Linked DNA regions of Mus musculus: regions 1, 3 and 4 are each linked to region 2. Evidence: chromatin contacts called from public Hi-C data. All regions are on one chromosome and are shown on one strand. The core of a region is the stretch at or near the end of the contact, and the rest is flanking DNA. Distances in the headings are between cores, read along the strand shown. Region 1 overlaps Calcrl (calcitonin receptor-like). Region 2 has its middle 110 kb from the start of Zswim2. Region 3 overlaps Calcrl (calcitonin receptor-like). Region 4 overlaps Calcrl (calcitonin receptor-like).

Region 1 (2,980 bases), core at 461-2,960, 360 kb before region 2:
TATAATGTTGCAGACCCCTTCAGCTCCTTGGGTACTTTCTCTAGCTCCTCCATTGGGGGGCCCTGTATTCCATCTTATAGATGACTGTGAGCATCCACTTCTGTATTTGCCCGGCACTGGCAAAGCCTCACAGGAGACAGCTATATCAGGGGTCCCTTCAGCAAAATCTTGCTGGGGTATGCAATAGTGTTTGTGTTTGGTGGCTGATTATGGGATGGATCCCCGGGTGGGGCAGTCTCTGGATGGTCCATCCTTTTGTCTTAGATCCAAATGTTGTCTCTGCAACTCCTTCCATGGATATTTTATACCGTATTCTAGGGAGAAATGAAGTATCCACGCGTTGGTCTTCCTTCTTCGTGATTTTCTTGTGTTTTGGAGATTGTATCTTGGGTATTGTAGCTTTCTGGGCTAATATCCACTTATCAGTGAGTGCATATCAAGTGACTTGTTTTGTGATTGGGTTACCTCACTCAGGATGATATCCTCCAGATACATCCATTTGCCCAAGAATTTCATAAATTCATTGTTTTTAATAGCTGAGTAGCACTCCATTGTGTAAATGTACCACATTTTCTGTATCCATTCTTCTGTTGAGGGACATTTGTGTTTTTTCCAGCTTCTGGCTATTATAAATAGAGCTGCTATGAACATAGTGGAGAATGTGTCCTTATCACATGTTCGAACATCTTCTGGGTATATGCTCAGGAGAGGTATTGCTGGATCTAGTGGTAGTACTATGTCCAGTTTTCTGAGGAACCGCCAGACTGATTTCCAGAGTGGTTGTATCAGCTTGCAATCCCACCAGCAATGGAGGAGTGTTCCTCTTTCTCCACATCCTCACCAGCATCTGCTGTCATGTGAATTTTTTGATCCTAGCCATTCTGACTGGTGTGAGGTGGAATCTCAGGGTTGTTTTGATTTGCATTTCTCTGATGATTAAGGATATTGTACATTTTTTCAAGTGCTTCTCAGCGGATTCTTATTTTTCTCAACCACATAATCACTGTTAGATCATGTCTGTGAATGGGGTGAGATAAAAGTTTCTTATAATTAGAATACACAGGGCACCTTAATTATAAATAAAAGAACAGTCATATGAGCTGCGTCACTATTTTGCAGTATTCCAGATACCATTTTTAGGAATCCTTAGAAAACACTGAATTTTATTCTGTCAAAGAACAGCAAGCTTCATAGGTTTTGGTGCATCCAAAAAGACAGATGTGTCAGTCATTGTAGTGCTATGGCAAATAAAATAACTAAGCATCTATTTGCTGCACCTGACAGTCCCCATAATATTTAATTAGATCTTCTTACACTAACTTACTTTTGGTAAAGCTGAAGGTTTTTTTTTAATAATTCAAAAATGATTTTCCTATGAAGGTATAATAATTGTACTGAAAGTAAAATTGTGTTATCTTATTAAAGTTTTGTGAGATGGTTCCTTTCTCTCTCTCTCTCTCTCTCTCTCTCTCTCTCTCTCTCTCTCTCTCTCTCTCTTTCTTCCTCTCTTTCTCTCTTTCTCTCTCTCTCTCTCTCTCTTTCTCTTTCTTTCTTATTTCTGAGCTGTGCATTTCTTAATAAAGAATTCCCAACTAGGTCCCAAAATAGAGCATGTGTAATTGTCCTTTGTCCCATTGCCTGTCTTTGGGAACTCATGAGTGCTCTGTCCCTTAATGTGTCAGCTTCCTCTACACCCTGCATTTCAGATGACTCAGTGTTCCTCACAGCAAGGTCTGAGTGCACCGAAAGCCAACATGTATGTGACAGCTAGCTGCCTTTGTCTTCCTGATATTCCCAATGTGATGTGACGCCAAATCACGTCTTATAATCTTGCTTCATAATGATAGCAGGGAAGAACCTGTAAGAGGAGATTTTTTTTTAATAGAAAATAACTGGGTTTGGCTTCCCAATGTGTGTATCATAATTTGGCATCAGGGAAGATTATACAATATTTTAGAATATCACTCCAATGTGAAAATTGTAGCATGTATTTAGTAGTTTTGAAGAAATGGAATGAGAGGTACAAATTTAAACTGCTGTCTCTTCAGTTGCTTCATCCCATATGACTTATTGAGCATGGTAGTGTGTGTGTAATGCTAAATGTGCCTTTCTAATTATTTTTATTTTAACAATTAACTTTAAAGTGCAAATTAATTTAAAATCCAGCAACTAATAGGTTCAAAATATCATCACCATGGCGATGAAACATGTAACTAAAAGTAGGAATTGACTTCCATTCATCAGTTTGAATCAATGATGGTTTTGTTTTGGTCTAATAAAATAGCCCAAAGCTGAGACCAAGGAGACATGATGCCTGGTTTTAGCTCAGTGCCACTGTCGTGGAACATATTGTAATTCACTAACTCCCTTGGCTCCTATATTCTAAGTCTGAAGTCTGTAAAGCAAGCAGATGACACTGCAAGATTTTCAAGTCCTCCTCAGTTCTGAGAATCTGGCATATCTGTTAAAATCCTTTGTCCTAAAGATGAGCTGAAAACCCATCAGCATATGCATTTCTTTCTAACTAATAACAACATGGTCACACTTCTGGTCTTCTAGCTCCAAGCATTTTGGAATGGTTAATTTACACAATCACTTGGCACACTCCAAAACCTGACTAATGAGAGATAGAAGGGGACAAAGAGCAACCTCTCTGACTACATTATACTTTGAAAGGGACCTAATAATAGCTATCACTGATGTTTAATAATCTTGCTCAAAGGTCTTTTGACACAAAATGGTAAAAATATCAATGATAATGCATTTCTAAATATTTTCTAGGAATATTTCACGTTTAAATCTTTACCTAATTTGAATTGAATCTAAGATATTTTCCCACAAATTTAAGATTCATGTTTCACACACCTTTACTAGTTTATCCTGATCATATTGCCTAAAAATTCTGTTCAGTAATTATTACAAAATTATAGTAACCAAGTTGTTTGGATTTTAGCTTCCATTTGGCTTTTCTTTTAGCTTG
Region 2 (2,876 bases), core at 354-2,853:
ATTGAATTTGTATGTTTTTAACAAGACCCTCAGACAATTTTCATAGAAACTTCAACTTGAAAATCACTTGCTAAACCCTTATAAGCTGCCTTTAAATTTTCTCCATGATTTATATAAAATCTTAGAAAGTCTACTTTATTTAAAAACAAAAACAAAAACTGTTGAAGCCGGGCAGTGGTGGTGGACGCCTTTAATCCCAGCACTTAGGAAGCAGAGGCAGGCAGATTTCTGCATTCGAGGCCAACCTGGTCTACAAAGTGAGTTCCAGGACAGCCAGGGCTATACAGAGAAACCCTGTCTCAAAAAAACAAAACAAAACAAAACAAAAAAACAAAGCAAAACAAACAAACAAACAAAAAACCTGTTAATAGTTTTCACTATTAAGTGGAAATGGTAATACCCACTTCATGAATTAAATAAAATAACATGTTAAGTTTTTTGCACATTTTCTAGTGCATGATGAATCAAATATTAGTTAATATTAATAAGCTAGAAATAGAACTGGACATCTATAGGTGTCAAGCCTGTAATCGCTGTCAGACTGTGCACACAATGTGCTGATTCAACACTGTAATTGGATGTATTGACATGGTTCTTTATAGGCTATTCAAAATTGTCCATCAAAAAGCCAGTCATAGATGGATGGCTCTATTAGTAAAGTTCTTGGCTCACACGTAGGAGGACCTAAGTTGGATCCGTAGAGACCATGTAAAAGGCCAGACATGTTGGCATATGCTTATAATTCCAGCTGTTGGGAAACTGAGATGGGCAGATTCCTGAAGCCTGTTTGGCAAACAGTCTAGCCTACTTGGTACAGGTTTGGGCCAATGAAAGATGCTGTCACAAACAAATAATAGAAAGTGCCTGAAAAATGACACCCACATTTATTTTCTACATTCTAGATGTATATGAACACACCTGTATGTGAACACACACATACATATGAACACATATAAACACAGCACACACACATACATATAAACACATACCAACAGAGATACACACACACAAAAAGGTAATCACAAAAGACTACAGCTTAATTATTTTAATTATTTGGAATAACCTCCAGTAAGGGTCAATAAAGAGTTGGGAAAAGTCAAACCCAAGAGAAATGTACTGCCAACACCCTGGAGATGATTGCAGCGAAGATAAATACAAAACATGCAAAATAGCATTGTGAAGATGTGTGACTCAGTTATTTCTGTATTAAATCATCATCCGTCGATCTAGGCTATTCATGATAACTCAGTATATCCACTTCTCCACAGAAAACCCAGCAAGCACCAGCGTGACCAGGCGATAGGAGTTAAAGCTACCAGTGATGAGTCATGCTGACGACACTCAGCCCACTCGATGTAATGGAATAGGGTACTTGGCTTCTGTGAAATCCTTTACAGAAACTAATGACTCCAAAGTGATAAGGACCAAAGCACCATAAAATTTTGGGAAGCTTTCTGTGAAATCCATCAGCCAATACACCTTGAAACAGTGAGCATCAAGAAAAACAAGTCTGCGAATTGTTACAGGCTTGAGAAACAGAGGAGACTTAGTAACTGGAAACTGGTGGGAGATCCTGCATGGAGTTTCACAGTAGGAAATAGAGAGGTGTGACATTTCAAGGCCAGAGCTTGGTTTGTAGATCCTTAGTCCTGCAGATTCATTAGAGTTGTGTAAGATGTCAACAAAAGAGGGAACTGGCTTAAGGGCGGACAAGATGCTCTTACTGCAGTTGCAGCTTTTCTATGAATCTGAAAGTAGCCCAAAGTAAAAGGGCTTAACCTTAAAAGGTCTTCTTCAGCTCAACAGCTGAAAATAGGGACCATCAAGCAGTGGAGAGATGGAAATATGGGTTAAGATTCCAGCATGACCTTCTATTCTAAAAGCTTCCAGTATAAACATCTGGACTTTGGATAAATTATTATAGATGTGGTTTTAAGTAAACCATCTTTTACATTATATTTTACTGATACATAAAGTTATACACATTAACAGGGTAGAGTATAACATTCAACGTGTACATAATGTTTAAATCAAATCAGACATATTTATCTTTTTCAACTATTTATTATTTTTTCATGGTAAAAAACTTGCAAAATCTTTCTAATTTTATAGCTTATTTCTGTCATCCTCAGTTAACATATGTTTATTAGCATATCAGTACTCTTTATAACTAAGTTTGTGTGTGTGTGTGCAAGCATGCTCATACATGTGTTTCAATTACTGGAGACTAAATCCATGAATTTATGTGTGTTTGTTTGCCAGGAGGCACTCGTGAACATCAAAGCCCACCAAGGAACCATTTCCAGTGTAATAGCATTAGGGTCTCTTTATTACAAGCTCAGGCCTGGGCTCTCCTCTAACCCAATCCTGACACAGCAGGATGGGAAGGGAAGGCAGAGCAGCCTGGAACCCTCAGCAGGAGAAGGTTTTATAGAAAATGGAAGTAAATGGGGGGGCGGGGGGTCCATCCTAGCAAGTATCTAATTGAATGTCTATTGTAAGCTGACAGGTGGGTGCTCTAAAGCAAGACTGAATACAATCACAGTCTGAAGGTACATCTGAAGCAATCAGACTAATCTTTGATTAACTGTTGCTAAGAAGTAGCTAGGGAGTAACTTTGGCCAAGGACAAGCCATGGTATCCTTCCTGGTACATGGGTGTAGCTTGAGTTCTGCTGCAGGTCAAATTTTCAGGCTTCATTAATTTCTTTAAGATGGGGGCCAGTCCCAAGATGGAGTAGATTTGGCCTCTCAAGTTAAGCAACTGCTGTAATACTGAACTATATTCTCATCCCTAGCCAACTGTAGCATAATACCACTGATCAAGCTCATCTTTCTATGTTTGGCTTACTTGAGCTTATAAAAGTTAAGATTCTT
Region 3 (3,142 bases), core at 526-3,025, 330 kb before region 2:
CTATCAGTTGCCAAGAGCTACTGAGACAGTGGTGAAACTTCTTGGCCAACTCCCTCCATTCCGTTCTGGGATTCTGTTAGCTTGAGCAGGTGCAGGTCTTCTCCATGCTGTCACAATCAGTTCATATGGCGATCTGTCTTGTTTGCTGATCGTCATTCACCTTTTCTGGCTCTTACAGTTTTCCTGCCTGCTATTTCTTGCAAACCCCTCTTAATGGTAGGGTTGAGATATAAATACTCCATTCAAGGTTGAGTTTCCCAGTCTCTCATTCTCTGCTTGTTGACTAATAGTGAGTCTGTATAATAATAGTCATTAATTGCAAAGCGAGTTCTCCTGCTGAGGACTGAGAGATACACTACTATATGGTTATAAAGATAAGAACTTGGGAGGGGGTTACAGTTTATTACTGTGTCCATTTAGCCTAATAATCATATTATTTTCTAGATAGTCATGACATTTTGACTTAGTTTGGTACCAGGCAGGAGTTTGCCACTACTGTACCAGTGGGCATGCTTTGCCAGGACAATCATTCTTGTAGCTCACAGGTTTCACAGCTGGTAAGGTTGATAATTTCCTTTCTCTTATGCTGCTGTGATTCCCAGAGCTAAGAAAGCTAGACAGTTGGCATGAAGTCAGCATCAGTTTGGTTTCTCTGTGTTCTGTCACTCAGGCACGTGTGATCTTCATCAGCAGGGTTTTACCATCATATCTGGAGGGTAATCAAGAGCAATGACAATGGGCTGTTAAAGTCTTTGGTACAATCCTTTGAGATCCCACTAACTTTTCTACTGGATTTGTCTTAACACAGCGTAGGCTATCTTGGGCCAGGTTCAGCTGTACCATTAAAACCTTAGACTATCACATCTCTATCAATGACTATATTGTATGTGAAGCAAATTGGTAAATTGTAATAATAATTTTACTGTAAAGATTTAAGTTTTGTCAAAAAAGTAATGATGATAAAAGAAAAAACATCATGTTTTGAGACATTTACATTAACATTTCCCCTCTATAATAGATTTTTTTTAAGACTGTGAAAAAGGAATTCTAACCTGTGAAGGATGAGGATAATGTTTATCTTTTGTGTTGACAGAGTAGAAATGGCTTGTCTGATGTACTACAAGAAGGGAATGCATGTGCTAGTTAAGGCATAACTGATCTTTGCAAAGCTTCAGTTTAGGATATTAAAGCATCAAGATATGTGTGGGAAAAGGAGCTTCTGTTGGCAGCTCTGTAGTGACTGGGTAAATAAACAAAGAAAAAGAATATGGCTTTGTGCCTAAAATAACTCAGGATATTTAAGAAGCAGAGGAATAGAAGTTGGAGGCTATTTTTTTCCCTTAGAGTGAACATACTCTTTCAATATTAGGATTAGGCAACTCAACTAAGAATTAACTTATAACAAAAAACAAATGTAAAGTGTATATATACATATATATGTATGTATATATACACACACACATATGTGAATAAGAATAAGCAGTATATGTGAAAAAATAAGCAAGCTTTCAGGTAGCACGCAAACATTTGCATTTTAGTGTTCTGACAAATTATACTGATTAACATATATACATATGCATATATGTATCTATATGGGCAGCTAAGGGCGGGGTCTTTTTCAAAATTCACGAACTTTATAAAGACGGAAAAGGTTATTTCAGAAGCAAACACATGGCTGGTTTGAAAATTAAAATCAGAAGGGTACATTATATAATGTAGTGACTGGCTAGCCAGCTGTGTTTTAAGTAACTTCTGCTTTTATTTATTTTTTTTTATTTAGCACTGAGAGTCAAATCTGTGTCTTGCACAAGCTTGTCTTGCAAGCTCTCTATTACTTACCTAATCTCTTCAACCCTAGACATCCGGGTTTTAAAACATATCTGCATTTGAGGACGCTTTTTGTTTCTCAAAGTTCTTTCTGGGATGAAATAAATTGAAAATTTGATGGTTGCTGAGGCAAGTGAGGAGAGTATTTAGAAACAGGATTGTATTGTTCTACTTGTACTTAAGGAAGACTGCTTTGAAAGAACCAAATTTTCCAGCCCTTTTAACTTTGAGAAGGGAAAAGGAATCATTCATAAACAATCCTTGAGACTGTAAGCCAAAAGGGGAAAATGTGCAGGAGTCTTCCCAGTGCCGTTGTGATTACAGACTCCGTTGAGAGTAAATGGTAGCTTCTTCAAACCTGATGAGTGTCTTTCAAACAAGCCACAGGACACGTGGGGATTGTACTCAGGAAGAGCCTTCACTGCTTCGCTGAACCCCCTTCACTGACTTGCTCTATCCCCAAATTTGAAAGAAAACTACTTACTGTGTTTCATAGTGGCTCATTCAGTTGCCAGTAAGTTAAGATCAGAAAGATCACTTGCTTAAGAGTACTAGTTGATTAATATGGAATGCATTTTAATAAAAACATGCATTTAAATGGGTTAGATGTAAACAAACACTTGCAGGATAATCAGTCAGAAGAAGTGTGAGAAGAATCAATGTCATAAAAAGGGATACAAGTCAGTGTACTTCCCCTGGAATCATCTTAACAACTGCATCTACCAATATGAGACACAATCTAGGTTGACTTTCAGTTATGTTGCCATGGTGCTATCTAGTTACCCACCCATGGTCCATCTATGACTAACCTAAAAGATCCAGGGCAAAAGGAGCGATTGCTCCATTGCCCCAGTCCATTGCTTGTGACCATTGTCAGGGACACTCAGAGAAGTGCTTGTAAGAGCAGGTGACAGCCATGAGTTAAATGACCCCATAGACTGGATACGGTTGAGTCTTGTGGAGAGAACAAGTGTCCACTAAGAGATGGATGATTATCACACAAACTTGCTTCTGTAATCTGGACAGAGACAGGGGTTGATCTGCCTGCTCCACTGAATGAGGCACTCAAGTGGAAAGCGCAGCCTTTTCCCTCGGAGCATGTTTTCCAGATCACTAAGGACGGCGCGATGACGGAAAGCTAGAAAGTGGAGCTATTCGCAGACTAATTCTTTGGTTATTGCCGCCAAGATGACTTGGCAACTGCTCAGATAACTCTCACTAAGATGCCTTTTTAGAGCTCCGAGGCTGAAATCTAGTAGATAACAACAAAAATAAGAGCAGTGTCGGGTAGAATGTTGTGTTTGGGGAATCTCCA
Region 4 (3,107 bases), core at 294-2,793, 310 kb before region 2:
TGTGCATCTCAGGAATTCCTAGGTTTAAATGCTGCATGAAGCATGTTCATCAACTGTCGAGGATGATAGAAATTATTAGTTTCATGCCAAATAACCTGGAAACAATTTCTAGAGGAGCTGATGTTTCAGATAAAATCACTGTGTGTGAGAAAAATCCAACATCTTCCTTCTGCCTCTTAGCCCAGTTCCTTCTATTGCAGCCTTCTTCAGTTAGTCTTTGGTAGAAGAAACTCTTTTCCCCACTTTGGTAACCAAGGGTCACTGACCCACCCTCATAAAAACCCAGAACTATACACAATGTTGATGTAGGGTACTGTTTGTTATTTTTTGTTTAGACAGGGAAGGCAACAATTCTCTACTCATCTATGCTTTAAATTAGGAACAGAGAACACGAAATGCTCTTCACCAGATAGATTTGTTTTATATTAGAGCCAATTAAAGTAAAAAGTCAGAGCAGGAGAATAAAAGAAAGAGAACAGAAAGGGAGGGGGAGATACAGAGCCATAACTTTGGGGTTTTCCAAGCTCTCAGAGGCAATCACTTACTCATAACAGTCTTTGGAAAAACAAAGCAGAATCCTCTAGATAAAAAAAATAAATAAACTTTACTGGAATTAGTTACAAATTATGTTTTAATTACTGTGCAAAAAGCTGAAAGCATAGCAAACCTGCCTTTTACTTTCAACTCAGATAAAAGGCTTGCACATAAAAAGGAGCACGCAGCATCTATCTGACTTGTCAGGGAAATGTGGGTTTTTTTTTTTTTTTGTTTTTGTTTTCTCCTTAAATTTGCTTTGATTTCTTGAAAGAATATCTCTGCTGAAATTTTACATGCTAATTTTAACTTCTTTTAAAGCAAGTTGCATATTTTTCAAGCATGTAGAAATGATCTTTCTAGGTTATTGACATGAGTTCCAAATAAAATACAGCAGGAAAGAAGAGATCCTGTTGGGGAGTCAAGCATTCTCAACTTAGTGAGATAGCCTTACAGTGCTCATGGATATGGTTGTATGCTTTGTGCGTATATGTTTCAAGGTGAATGACCCAAGCTCTTACCTTTATTCTCAGATTCATCTAAATACTTTCAATCAGTGTCATGAACTTTTAAAGCAGGTATCGTTTTTCCTTCTAGCCATACTTTTCCTACAGAAATCTTATATAATTCGGCCTTTAAGATAGCTGAAAATCAAAGGAATCCTATGTTGAGTCTTTTCCCACAGACAAATTTGTCTGGTAAACTTGACTGGGAATCCAGAACCATCACTTGAACGTGACTCATTTGTTGACTTTTGACTTTGCCTTTGATCTGTTCAGGAGTTTGACAAGGGCTGAGTTCCTAATCACCTAGAGTTGTTTGATTGCATGCCTGTCAAAGCCCACACCCACTACAGCCTTGCTTTCCAAACTGTTGTGATCTATTTGTTCTTTGCAACTTTTATGTACTTAGGTTAACTGACATGTCATATATATGCACCCTCTGCTTCCTTTAGCTTAGCGTTGCATATTGTTTACCTAAGTGTGTTTCTCTTAGTATTGTTTATCAACTCACACTCAGTCTATCTCCAAGTTGTAGTTTAATCAGGATTTTGAAAACTGTGTTCCTCCTATTCAATGTTGTGCAACATCAAACCAATTGCATTACATAATATGAGTCAGAGTTGCAAAAAAATCTTCAAAATATATACTGAATTATGTAATAAAATTGCATTTTCACATTAGAGTAACAGATTTGGATAAGGGCAACACAGGTCAAGAAGTAGTAGATTTTACTCAATAAAAACTGTTTCAATTCTAAAATATCTGTTGGTAGTGGCTAATTGAGGAGAGTCTCATGTATGGAAATATAAGTAAATAACCTATTAGAAAATTGGGATTTTTTTTTAGGAAATAGTTGTATGATTTGAAACTACATATATATATTAAAGATAAATGTTTATTGATATTTTATAAATATTAATTTCTTTATAACTTTATTTTATATAGTTTTTTGAAAAAGTAAACCAAAAGGGTATTTAATTGTATCTAAATTAGAATAATATATAGAATGATACAAAATTATTTTAATTAAGCTGGCAAACCATTGCTTGCCATAGAACTATACAGTTATTTAAATGCATTAAAATGTTGTAGTTCAAAGAGAACATGTAATAAAAGTAATATTATTCCAGAAGTGAATATATGTGTAGCCTGGTCTTGTAGTCTTGCAGACATAATTAATTTATTTTCTTAACCCTTGCACACTGCACCCTACTCAGAATTGTATCATCATTTTAGAAGTTAGGAAACAAAGCCTTTGAGCGACTAGATACTCTACTGCGACTCTTGCAGGTGAGGTACTCAGATGTCAAAAAACCAAGATCTTAAAGAAGATGAGGATAATTAGAAAAGTGGATATAGTAAATAAATATATACATACTTAGAAATTAAAGTAGAAAGCAGAAAGATAAAAACAATTGACTGAAATCTTCCAGGATGAAGGACATATTTTGTAAGTTAATCTCTTAATCTCTTTATTTTTTTCACCTGTGCAAGGGTGCACTGCTGCCTTACGCTTTCTGGTCTTCCTTCTTTCCCTCCTCTTCCTCTTTCTCCTCCTCCTCCTCTTCAGAACATCAAATTCATGACTTAACTAAGGGCATCTTCTCTACCTAAAATCCATGTCCCTGCTGCTGTCTCCTTGTTGGGTCAGTCCTGAGTGTGCCATTTAACTTTGACCACAGTCTTAGTATTTTTTTTCTTTCTTTCTTTCTTTCTTTCTTTCTTTCTTTCTTTCTTTCTTTCTTTCTTTCTTTCTTTCTTTCTTTCTTTCTTTCTTTCTTTCTTTCTTCCTTCCTTCCTTCCTTCCTTCCTTCCTTCCTTCCTTCCTTCCTTCCTTCTTTCTTTCTTTCTTTTTTTTTTTTTTTTGAGAGAGGGTTTCTCTGTATAGCCCTGACTGTCCTGGAACTCACTTTGTAGAGCAGGCTGGCCTCGAACTCAGAAATCCGCCTGCCTCTGCCTCCAGAGTGCTGAGATTAAAGGTGAGCGCCACCACGCCCAGCCGAGTCTTAATTTTTTAAAGAAAAGCACAAATATTAAGAATGATGACAGTTCATGTGTCTGTTTGCTTCC

The links. A called contact is a pair of places that touch in the nucleus more often than the background predicts.
Region 1: a contact with region 2 is called in a Hi-C map of bone marrow-derived macrophages, with 16 read pairs. The contact joins two enhancer-like sites. A contact is called at or near these places in 1 of 15 datasets of contacts at CTCF or cohesin (the NIH/3T3 cell line), 1 of 484 Hi-C or Micro-C datasets (bone marrow-derived macrophages) and 3 of 115 datasets of contacts at active chromatin or transcription factors (the NIH/3T3 cell line, bone marrow-derived dendritic cells and embryonic fibroblasts).
Region 3: a Hi-C map of bone marrow-derived macrophages shows a contact between it and region 2, with 18 read pairs. The contact joins two enhancer-like sites. A contact is called at or near these places in 2 of 484 Hi-C or Micro-C datasets (bone marrow-derived macrophages and uterus), 1 of 115 datasets of contacts at active chromatin or transcription factors (bone marrow-derived macrophages) and 1 of 9 other capture datasets (adipose tissue).
Region 4: a contact with region 2 is called in a Hi-C map of bone marrow-derived macrophages, with 2.5 times the contacts expected there. The contact joins two enhancer-like sites. A contact is called at or near these places in 9 of 484 Hi-C or Micro-C datasets (the 3T3-L1 cell line, bone marrow-derived macrophages, myeloid progenitors and 4 more).

The regions. Positions count from the first base shown.
Region 1 is chr2:84,403,746-84,406,725 of GRCm38.p6, reverse strand. The region is part of intron 2 of Calcrl (calcitonin receptor-like); the gene reads left to right. Among named protein-coding and RNA genes, the nearest start is that of Calcrl, 20 kb to the left of the region's middle. Within about 2 kb of position 1,710, at least 6 of the 459 cell types and tissues checked have an H3K27ac peak or open chromatin away from gene starts, as enhancers often do. A contact at or near this core is called in bone marrow-derived macrophages, where this site is marked.
Region 2 is chr2:84,047,383-84,050,258 of GRCm38.p6, reverse strand. No RefSeq gene overlaps it. Among named protein-coding and RNA genes, the nearest start is that of Zswim2, 110 kb to the right of the region's middle. Within about 2 kb of position 1,603, at least 10 of the 459 cell types and tissues checked have an H3K27ac peak or open chromatin away from gene starts, as enhancers often do. A contact at or near this core is called in bone marrow-derived macrophages, where this site is marked.
Region 3 is chr2:84,380,839-84,383,980 of GRCm38.p6, reverse strand. All of the region lies in intron 2 of Calcrl (calcitonin receptor-like), which reads left to right. Among named protein-coding and RNA genes, the nearest start is that of Calcrl, 43 kb to the left of the region's middle. Within about 2 kb of position 1,775, at least 28 of the 459 cell types and tissues checked have an H3K27ac peak or open chromatin away from gene starts, as enhancers often do. A contact at or near this core is called in bone marrow-derived macrophages, where this site is marked.
Region 4 is chr2:84,357,382-84,360,488 of GRCm38.p6, reverse strand. The region is part of intron 9 of Calcrl (calcitonin receptor-like); the gene reads left to right. Among named protein-coding and RNA genes, the nearest start is that of Calcrl, 66 kb to the left of the region's middle. Within about 2 kb of position 1,543, at least 11 of the 459 cell types and tissues checked have an H3K27ac peak or open chromatin away from gene starts, as enhancers often do. A contact at or near this core is called in bone marrow-derived macrophages, where this site is marked.